3 separate regions of the Pan troglodytes genome follow, and regions 1 and 2 are each linked to region 3. Evidence: chromatin contacts called from public Hi-C data. All regions are on one chromosome and are shown on one strand. The core of a region is the stretch at or near the end of the contact, and the rest is flanking DNA. Distances in the headings are between cores, read along the strand shown. Region 1 has its middle 73 kb from the start of MIR190A. Region 2 holds the start of APH1B (aph-1 homolog B, gamma-secretase subunit). Region 3 holds the start of TPM1 (tropomyosin 1).

Region 1 (2,921 bases), core at 154-2,653, 150 kb after region 3:
ATGGCTTTCACTAGACCTACAGTTCTGTTGTGGTTTTGTATGTACATGGTAAATGGAGACTACCATGATGTGGACACCCTTGCTGTCTAGGCTCTAGTGTCTTATAAAAGGGCTCTAAGGTGTGTGTGTGTGTGTGTGTGTGTGTGTGTGTGTGTGTGTGTGTGTCTGTACACACTTCTAAATGTAAAGAGAGGGCCATCCAGAGGTAGAGGGCTGTCAGGTAAGAAAATGACTCCAGAATTCAGCACACCTGGGTTCTGCCTCAGCTCTGACACTCACCAGCTTGTTATCTTAAGCAACCCGCTTCCCCTCCCTGTACCTCAGTTTCCTTATTTGTAAAAGAGGAATAACAAAGCCTAGGTCACTGTTAAGTACATTAAGTGAGATCAATGGAAAGCGTCCAGAGGAGTGCCCAACCAAAGTTGGCACTCGAAAGTAAGGGTGTCCCTGTCCCACATTCTATGGTGCAGGAGGGTTTCCCAAAGCAGCGTTGGGAAGAGAGAGAAGTGTGAGCCTTTGCCTGGGTGCATGCTCAAAGATGCAGTTTTGGGGAGGAGGGTACTTTGCAAACCCCAGCAAGTTTTCCACTGGGAACTGCTGGGTTGTATGTTGGGAGCTTTGGAGTGAGGTTTGGGCCTTACCCCGCCTTGGCCTCCCCAGCTGTTCGGGAGGGTGCAGGTCTGCTCCCCACACACACCCTCCCTTCTGCTTTCTTCCCCACGCATCTCAACCTAACCAAAGTTCACGCCCAGCCCTCGCTTTCTTTCCTGACTGCCACGCGGGGCAGGGGCTACACTGGGTGGGGCTGCAGGTGGTCTGCAGGTCCCAGAGGGGGGGTCTGGACTGAAGAGTTAGCCCTCTCCTGCTATGAACCTCCTACTCTTAGAAAACCAGGGACTCCAAAAGCATTCCTGACCCCTCTCCCAGCCACAGACAGACACAGCGACCCACACAGACTTACAGACACACACGTAGGCACACAGACACATAGAGATACAGACCCCCACCCCAAAACATGTACAGATAAGCAAAGATATGCAGAGACACAGCCACATAGAGACAGACACACAGAGAAATATGAACAGATGTATACACACATAGACACAGACCCACGCACACAGAAACATGTACAGATATGCAAAGACATGCAGAGATGCACACACAGACACACAGAAATACCCAGACACACAGAGACACATGCATAGACGCAGACACACACGGAGACACTATGACATGTGAACAATGTGTGTGCGCACACACAGGTTCCCTCCCACCCGGCAGGCGCTGCCCTCTGCCCCGCGGCCCCCACCCCTGCGGCTCTGCCTCTTTGGTCTAATAAGGGTAGGTGAGAAAGCATTGTGAGATTCCGGAGATATTTCCTGGCTCCCCGCATGCTCCTCCTGTGGCACGTCCAGTTGAATGTTCAGCTCTGGGCAAGTGTCCAGGGCCCGGGGCCCCAAGGCTGAGTCATGTAGACAAAGATTCCGAGGCCCTGAGTAGCATTTCTAGATCCCCGGCCTTTAAAAAACACCGCAGGATGCCCTAGGAGGCAGCGAAGTTTCCCACAGAAACTCCACTTGGTGCAGATTTAATCACAGGGCATTTAAATAGCATCATCTGGAGGTAATTTGGAATTTAAATTACCAGGCTAGAGGAAATTTTTTCTACCAAAAGAAGGGCTTGGGATATTATATTGTGTTGGTTATCGATCAGCCGTTTGCAAGGGATTACAAAAGTGGTAAGGCCTGTTTTACACAATATGTTAGAACAATTTACAGCAGGATTTGGTCATCACTAGTGTAACTGGTATTAGTTGTTCCACAATGCTTGGGGCAAGAAATGACACATTTCATGAATTTCTAAATCAGATCATCCTTAGACCCCACACCTACTAGGACCTCAGAAAAATTCAATCCCAGCCTCTTTTCAAGGCCCCTCCTCTCCTCCTATGCAGAACTCTGAGGCCTCAGGATCCTCGAAACTTGGGGGAAGGGCATCAGGTCTGTTACGGTCACTGCCCAGTGGCTCATTGTCCATGCCCAGGTAAACCAGTAAAAGGCTGCTGCTCACGGCATCCTCCAAATTCAAGGCCACAGTGCAAGTGTCCAGTCCCCAGAAGCACACTGCCCACCCAGCCACTCCCCAGAGGCCTTGGCACCTCAGGGGTCCTGGGTAAGAGGCTGGGCACCCAAGGGTCCTGCCAGTCCTTGAATGACCTCTAGCCCTCGGCCCCCTCCCCAGCCCTCGCAACCTCTAACAGTAAGTGTTAGGTCTACAGACCCTTAGAAAATCAAAGAAAGGCCTTTAACTTTCCCCCAGAGCAAGAGAAGCCTAGCCTTCAAGACAGGAAGGCCTCTGAAGAAGAAGAGGGGAAATCCCCCACATTCTTTTCCAGTGAGCTACAGAAGAAAAACAGACATGGTTAATTTATCAATCGCAGTGGCCCGTCACTTCTTAGTCAATAATTACCTGATTTACTTAATAATCCATACTCCTCAAGGAGTAGATAGAGCTGTGGTCCAAAAAAAAATCCAAAAAATCAACAAACAAACCCCTTTCTTTGAATAAAGATGATGAAATCTCTTGACTTCTGTAATTTTCAGAGTCCCTCTGGATCACTTCCGTTTGGACAGGAATGGGTTCAGTCCTAAACAGCTTGGTGTCTAGTAGCTCAGTCTCTTTGTTCCCTTTCATGGAACAGTTGCACCCCTATTTGAGGACTGACAAGGGTGCGATGAGGGGTGACCCTGCAACTCAGGTAAACCCAGGCTAGCTCTGACTCACACCCAGCACCACACAGGCGGTAGAGCTTAAGGTTGGAAGGAATGGCTGTGGAATCAGATAAAACAGAGTTTGAGTTCTGGCTCTGTCACTTTTTATCTGTGTGACTTCAGGCAATTTACTTTACCTCTCTGAGCCTC
Region 2 (2,700 bases), core at 142-2,641, 230 kb before region 3:
AAAGGCCCTGACCCCCAGTGTGCGCTTCTTCCTAAGAGGGCGAGGCGCCTTTGGGGAGCCGGATCTCCGCTCTCCCCCTCTCAACCCTCCTCCCGTCTGAAACGCAACAAGGTCGAGCCGCGCGGTGGGGGCGCCGAGGGTCGCGGGTAACCCCAGCGGGGGAGGGGAGCCCCGGCGTCCGGGTTTCCCGACGCGACCGCCTCACCCGGCGATGAGGAAGATGATACGCAACGGCTCGGTGGCGATGGTGAAGACATAAAGGGCGAGCGCAGGCCCGAAGGCAATGAAGGCGCAGCCGAAGAACACGGCCGCAGTCATGGCCACCGCGGAAACCGACCCGGGGGCCCGTTGGGGACGCGAGATGCTCCCGGCGCGGGCGGGGTTCGGTGGGTGGGGCTCGGGGTGGGGGGCTAAGCGGGACGCGGGGGGCGGGGCGCGGCTCAGGGGCAGGCACGGGGACGGGGGCGGGGCACGTGGGGGCGGGGGCGGGGCTCGGAGGCGGGGTACGTGGGTCGCGGGGCGAGGCGGGGCGTGGGGGTAAACGCTAGGGCCTGGGGGACTGGGCGGGGCGTGGGCTGAGGGCGCCGGGCGCAGGGGCGGGCTCAAGGCGGTGAGCGCGGACCCCACCGTTGGGCCCGCCGCCCTACCGGGTGTCCGGAAGCGCCAGGGCCACGCCGCAGCTCCTGCTCCCGAAGCGGGCGTCCTCGGCGACGTTAGGGCCCGAGCCAACGCCGCAGCCCCACAGATACACTCCGATCGGGTTCCAGTGCCGGCTGCGAGGTGGTTAAGAGAAGGGGAGCTCCCTAGCCCACCTTCGAGCCGCATGCACCGAGAACAGGCAGAGATTCCAAGTCAATCAAAGAGACTAAAGAAAAATGTAGCGCAGGAACAAGCAGGATTCCTTTTTAAATAGGTTTTTTTTTTTAAGCACATTTTACCGTTTGGATAGTTGCGGGAACTTCGTACTCCATCCTGTATAAAACCTAGGCTGGGATAGCAGTGACCCCGGGGATAACCCACAGATGGTAAAATGATGAAAGAGTGGTGGAAGAAGCTGCCCTTCTCAGGGCTGTTTCAGCCAAATGGTTTTTATTTTTTTCCCAATTCTTCAAAAGGGTTGTTTTTGCAGGCATTCTGTGACCACCCTACAAGCAATAGTAACATCTCCCTGCTCCGTCTTCTCACAGTCGTCCATTTCACTTGCTTATTTTTCTTCCCCGTTAAAACGCGAACTCCTGGGGGACAGGGACTTTGCTTTGCTCTTTGTTGTTTCCTCAGCACCTAGAAGTTCACTAATATCTGTTCAATAAGTGAAATAATTTAAAAAGTAGAAGTTATAAACATCTATATTAACAATTTCTGAAAGGTTTAAAAATTAAAACTTAAGTTCTCTGATCATTCACATCCAAGTTAGATTTTTCTTTATGTTGAATAATACTTCGTCGGTTAGTTTGATCAGTGTGCCTGACACAGGTAAGTGCTATGTAAGTATTAACCACTCCTACATAATGTCCATCATGAATAAAGATTTTGGCAATCCACATTTAAAAAAACACCAGTAGACAAATGTTGGGACCTGACAGATGTTTTGCAGCTCGCCCCTGAAAATGCACCTTCAAATAATACAACTGCAGGTATTTAATTCTTACAGAAAAACATTACCTTTGCCCATTTAAAAGTCATATATATTTCCATTCACTCCCACAGAATACTTCTTCAGATTCCAGTGATTGTATTTTGAATGGTCAGATCCCAGCACAATACCTATCAAAACTCGGGTCGAGACAACAGTTCAGAGTGATAGATCTGCTTTGTAAAGATATGGAAAATGAGCTTCCAGACTGGAGGTCCTCGGTGCAACGCAGGAATGAGATGGCAGTGGCCTGAATCAGGGAATTAGCAGGACTCTGGAGGGAAGCAGACAAATTTAATAGAAGTTTAGGAATTGTACAAACAGAATTTAGTGACTAATGAGCTACATAGAGTGAGATGGGGGAAGAGTCAAGGATGTGGGCTTCTAGAGGGTTCGGGCTTAAGTGGATGCTGTGGAGACAGGAGGAGGAGAGAATATGGCAAAGTAGACACGATAATGAGTACCATTTTGTTATTTTGTTGTTACTGTTTTGGAGACGTAGTCTCACTCTGTCGCCCAGGCTGGAGTGCAGTGGTGTGATCTCAGTTCACTGCAACCTCTGCCTCCCGAGTTCAAGCAATTATCCTGCCTCAGCCTCCAGAGTAGCTGAGACTATAGGCGCGCGCCACCATGCCTGGGTTATTTTCGTATTTTAGTAGAGACAGTGTGAACAATGTTGGCCAGGCCAGTCTTGAACTCCTGGCCTCAAGTGACTTGCCCACCTTGGCCTCCCAAAGTGCTGGGATTACAGGCGTGAGCCACCGTGCCTGGCCTTCATTTTGGATGCCTTGAGACTGAGATACTTGTAGCACTCCAAATGGAGGTGTTCAGTAGGCAACTACATATACAGGATCAGGAGAGAAATGGACTGAACATCAGAGCTGAGACCAGAATACCTGAAGCCGTGAGAGTACATAGAATAGAATTACCTAGATAGCTAGTAAAGCCAGAACAAGGCCTATGTCAGAACACCAACATTAAAGGTATGAGGAGAAGAGGAACCTCATAAGAAACTGAAAAGGAGTGGCCAAGAGGGTAACAAGAAAACTGGGGGAATGTGGTGCTGT
Region 3 (2,800 bases), core at 123-2,622:
CCAGCTCATCTTCCAGCTGGGAGTTGGCCAGGGGGTACAGGGAGGGAGGGGGGTGCAGCAGGCAGCGTGATCCCGAAGGGGAGGGGTGTGGGTGCACAGAACCAGAAGGACAGGGACAGCGGGAGAGACAGAGGGAAAGACAGGGAGGGAGAGAGAGAAAGAGAAAGAGTTAGCCATTCGTGCGCCACGCCGTGCCGCGCGCCCCGGGTACCTTGGCGGCGGCCTCTTCGGCGGCCAGGAGGCTGTCCTCCGCCTTGTGCAGCTCCTCCAGCACCCGGTCCCGCTCGTCCTCCGACACCCGCAGCAACTTCTCCTTGGCCGCGATGTCCTCCTCGAGCTGGGGGCAGCGGCGGGCGGGCGCGGGCGGCCGGCACGGACCGGGTGTTAGACACACACAACACACGGGCGTCGGGTTGGCTGGGGCCCCTCGGGCTCGGGGAGCCGCCGAGTTGGAGTGCAAAGGACCCGAGGTAACTTCCTCTTTACCCGAGCTGGAACCGCTCCGCGGCTCACCCCGCACACCCACCTGCCCTGGGACGAGACTCCTGCCGAGGTCTCAGCGGGCTCAAGTCCACTACTTGGGGACACAGAAGAACGCCACTGCTGGCCTGGCTTTCGGGCTGTAGCCTCCATTCCGCCCCATCTTTGTTCTTAGGTAACAACTCCAGGACTCCCCTCTCCTCCCCAAGTTTAAGGTTCCTTTCTCCCCAGTCAAAAGTCAACGAACTTCTAACACTTGAGTTACTCGACCCCCTTTCTCCATCCCTCGCCCTTCCTTCAAACGTCCCCGGGAACCGGGTGTCCTCCTCCCTCCCCCAAACTGATTCCCAGTCCTGAGAATAAAGCGCCTCTAGGACTTGATTTCGCGGGCCATGGGAACCAGAGAAGGGAAATAAGCGTCCTCAGACCAGACTACAAAGTTAGACTAAGCCTGGCTCTTGCGTTTCCCTTCCTTCTTTCCAGACGCGCGCCCTGGCCGCCCTGGGTGGTGGTGGGGGTAGGGTGGTGGCTCCCCGAGTCCTCGGGGTGGGGATCCAGCCGGGGGTGCCAGGCCCGAGTCCCGGCGCTCTGGGCGCGGGCGCAGGGCCGGGGAGGCGCAGACCTGCTTGCTCCTGTCTTCCGCCGCCTTCTTGTCGGCCTCCGCCTGCTCAGCTCGATCCAAGGCGTTCTCCTTGTCGAGCTTCAGCATCTGCATCTTCTTCTTGATGGCGTCCATGGTGGCGGCGGCGAGGGGCCCTGGGGCTGCAGCAGGAGCGGCGGGGCGAGCGCGCGGTCGGGCGGAGGAGCCGGAGTGCGAGCGCGGAGCCGCCTGCTGCTCCCAGATATGTACTTTCCCAAGGGGGCGACCGCATTCCTCAAGACAGCCAATACTTTTTTGGAAAAGCTTTTTTCTCCTGCCCCCCTTCCTCCTCTCCTCCCTCCGCCCCGTGCCCCCTCCCCGCTCCTCCCGCGGGGGCCGCTCGCCCATTCGCTGCCGGCCGCCGGCCTCCCAGTTGACGGTGGATATGACTATATATGGGGACCCGAGCCGCCGAGGCGGCGGCCGGAGAGGCCGCCCTGTTTCTAAACCTGCGCGCCAGGGAGAGGGCGTTGGGGCTGAGCCGGGGCCGAGGCGCAACCCTCCGCCCTCCGCGTCCCCTTCTCCCAGGGCCGGCACCCAGCCATTAGGGTCCCCAACCGAGCCCGCCCTGAGCTGCCGGAGGCCGGGAGAGCGCGGACCAGGTGGTGGATGCGCGTCGCCCCCCTGTGCCGTCCTCCGGCGCGCTTAGCCAAAGGCCCGGGGGCTTCCCAGCCGTGCCGCACCCTGCGTCAGGGTCAGTGCGCTCTCGGCACCCGCCAGCGCCTCCCCGGCAGCTCTCAGCCAGCCAGGTGTCATCCTGCGCGCTTACGCTCTGGAAACTCAACTGCAGCAGAGAAAGGGAGAACGTGGGAGAAAGCCTGGGGCGGCTCTTGAGACTTTCTCTGCGGGCGCGGGTCAGAGAGGCAGGGGGCGGCACAGCGACAGCACACGGAGTCTTGTTTTCTGCCTGCCCTTTCCCCCAGCGGAGGGACAGTCAAATACTTTAGGGACACAGGACTCAGTGGCGTACTTCTGTGCTTGCTGTGCAGTGCCTCCAAAAAGGTGTGCATGTGTGCGTGTGTGTGCGGGTGGCAGTCTAAGGGGAAAGAACATTGAGTTTAGACTTAGGCAATTTGGTCTGTGGTCTCTACTCTGCCACCAGCAACTGTGAGACCTTGTTTGCTGCCCGCGGCTTCCTCAACTTTAAATCCAGCGGGTAGATAATCCCCGAGGTCCCTCCGGATATAACTTGTTATCATTTTTCTTGCACTGATTTTAGGGAGTCGGCCTTCCATGTGAGATGCTTAGGTGCCAGGTTTCGGAAAACATGGGATCGGCGTTAACCTGGCTAAGTCATTGCATCCGCAGCCGCAACTCTGAGGAGGCTCTGCCGGGTGAGCTGTGCTTGGAAGGAGGAGGATTTCCCCCAACACTTCTTATTTTTAACTACTCCTCCCATCCCCCAAGGGGGAAAGGCTGCTTTTTTTCAGAGCTTCAGTGGGAGGGAAGGAGGGGGGCTGCCCCCAAGCCCTGAGATCAGCTGAGGCAGGGTTGGTGAGGGTCTTGTTAATAGTCCCCACAGAATAATTCACAGTCTGTACTGCATGGTTACCGAATATTCCCCGGACGGTATCTGAGCAGATTAGGCAGGCCAAACAACTTGTAAGTCCTTCAGAGAATGATCAAATTCCTCTCCAAGATTTTATCGGGTTTCTTCCACTAACCTAACTGCCCAGGAGG

Evidence for each region. Hi-C and Micro-C count contacts between places; a contact is called where the count stands out from the background.
Region 1: a Hi-C map of stem cell-derived neural progenitor cells shows a contact between it and region 3, with 4 times the contacts expected there. The contact joins the enhancer-like site here to the promoter of TPM1 in region 3. A contact is called at or near these places in 3 of 7 Hi-C or Micro-C datasets (blood, induced pluripotent stem cells and stem cell-derived neural progenitor cells), 1 of 1 datasets of contacts at active chromatin or transcription factors (stem cell-derived excitatory neurons) and 1 of 1 other capture datasets (stem cell-derived neural stem cells).
Region 2: a contact with region 3 is called in a Hi-C map of induced pluripotent stem cells, with 2.3 times the contacts expected there. The contact joins the promoter of APH1B here to the promoter of TPM1 in region 3. A contact is called at or near these places in 1 of 7 Hi-C or Micro-C datasets (induced pluripotent stem cells) and 1 of 1 datasets of contacts at active chromatin or transcription factors (stem cell-derived excitatory neurons).

What each region holds. Positions count from the first base shown.
Region 1 is chr16:54,885,918-54,888,838 of NHGRI_mPanTro3-v2.0_pri, reverse strand. No RefSeq gene overlaps it. Among named protein-coding and RNA genes, the nearest start is that of MIR190A, 73 kb to the right of the region's middle. Within about 2 kb of position 1,403, at least 9 of the 24 cell types and tissues checked have an H3K27ac peak or open chromatin away from gene starts, as enhancers often do. A contact at or near this core is called in stem cell-derived neural progenitor cells and stem cell-derived neural stem cells, where this site is marked.
Region 2 is chr16:55,265,730-55,268,429 of NHGRI_mPanTro3-v2.0_pri, reverse strand. It overlaps APH1B (aph-1 homolog B, gamma-secretase subunit), which reads right to left and starts at 1,391. Exons shown (of 6, transcript XM_523094.7): 1 at 206-1,391. The coding sequence starts at 825.
Region 3 is chr16:55,031,579-55,034,378 of NHGRI_mPanTro3-v2.0_pri, reverse strand. TPM1 (tropomyosin 1) reads right to left here and starts at 1,372. Exons shown (of 9, transcript XM_001173721.5): 1 at 1,103-1,372; 2 at 1-16. The coding sequence starts at 1,216.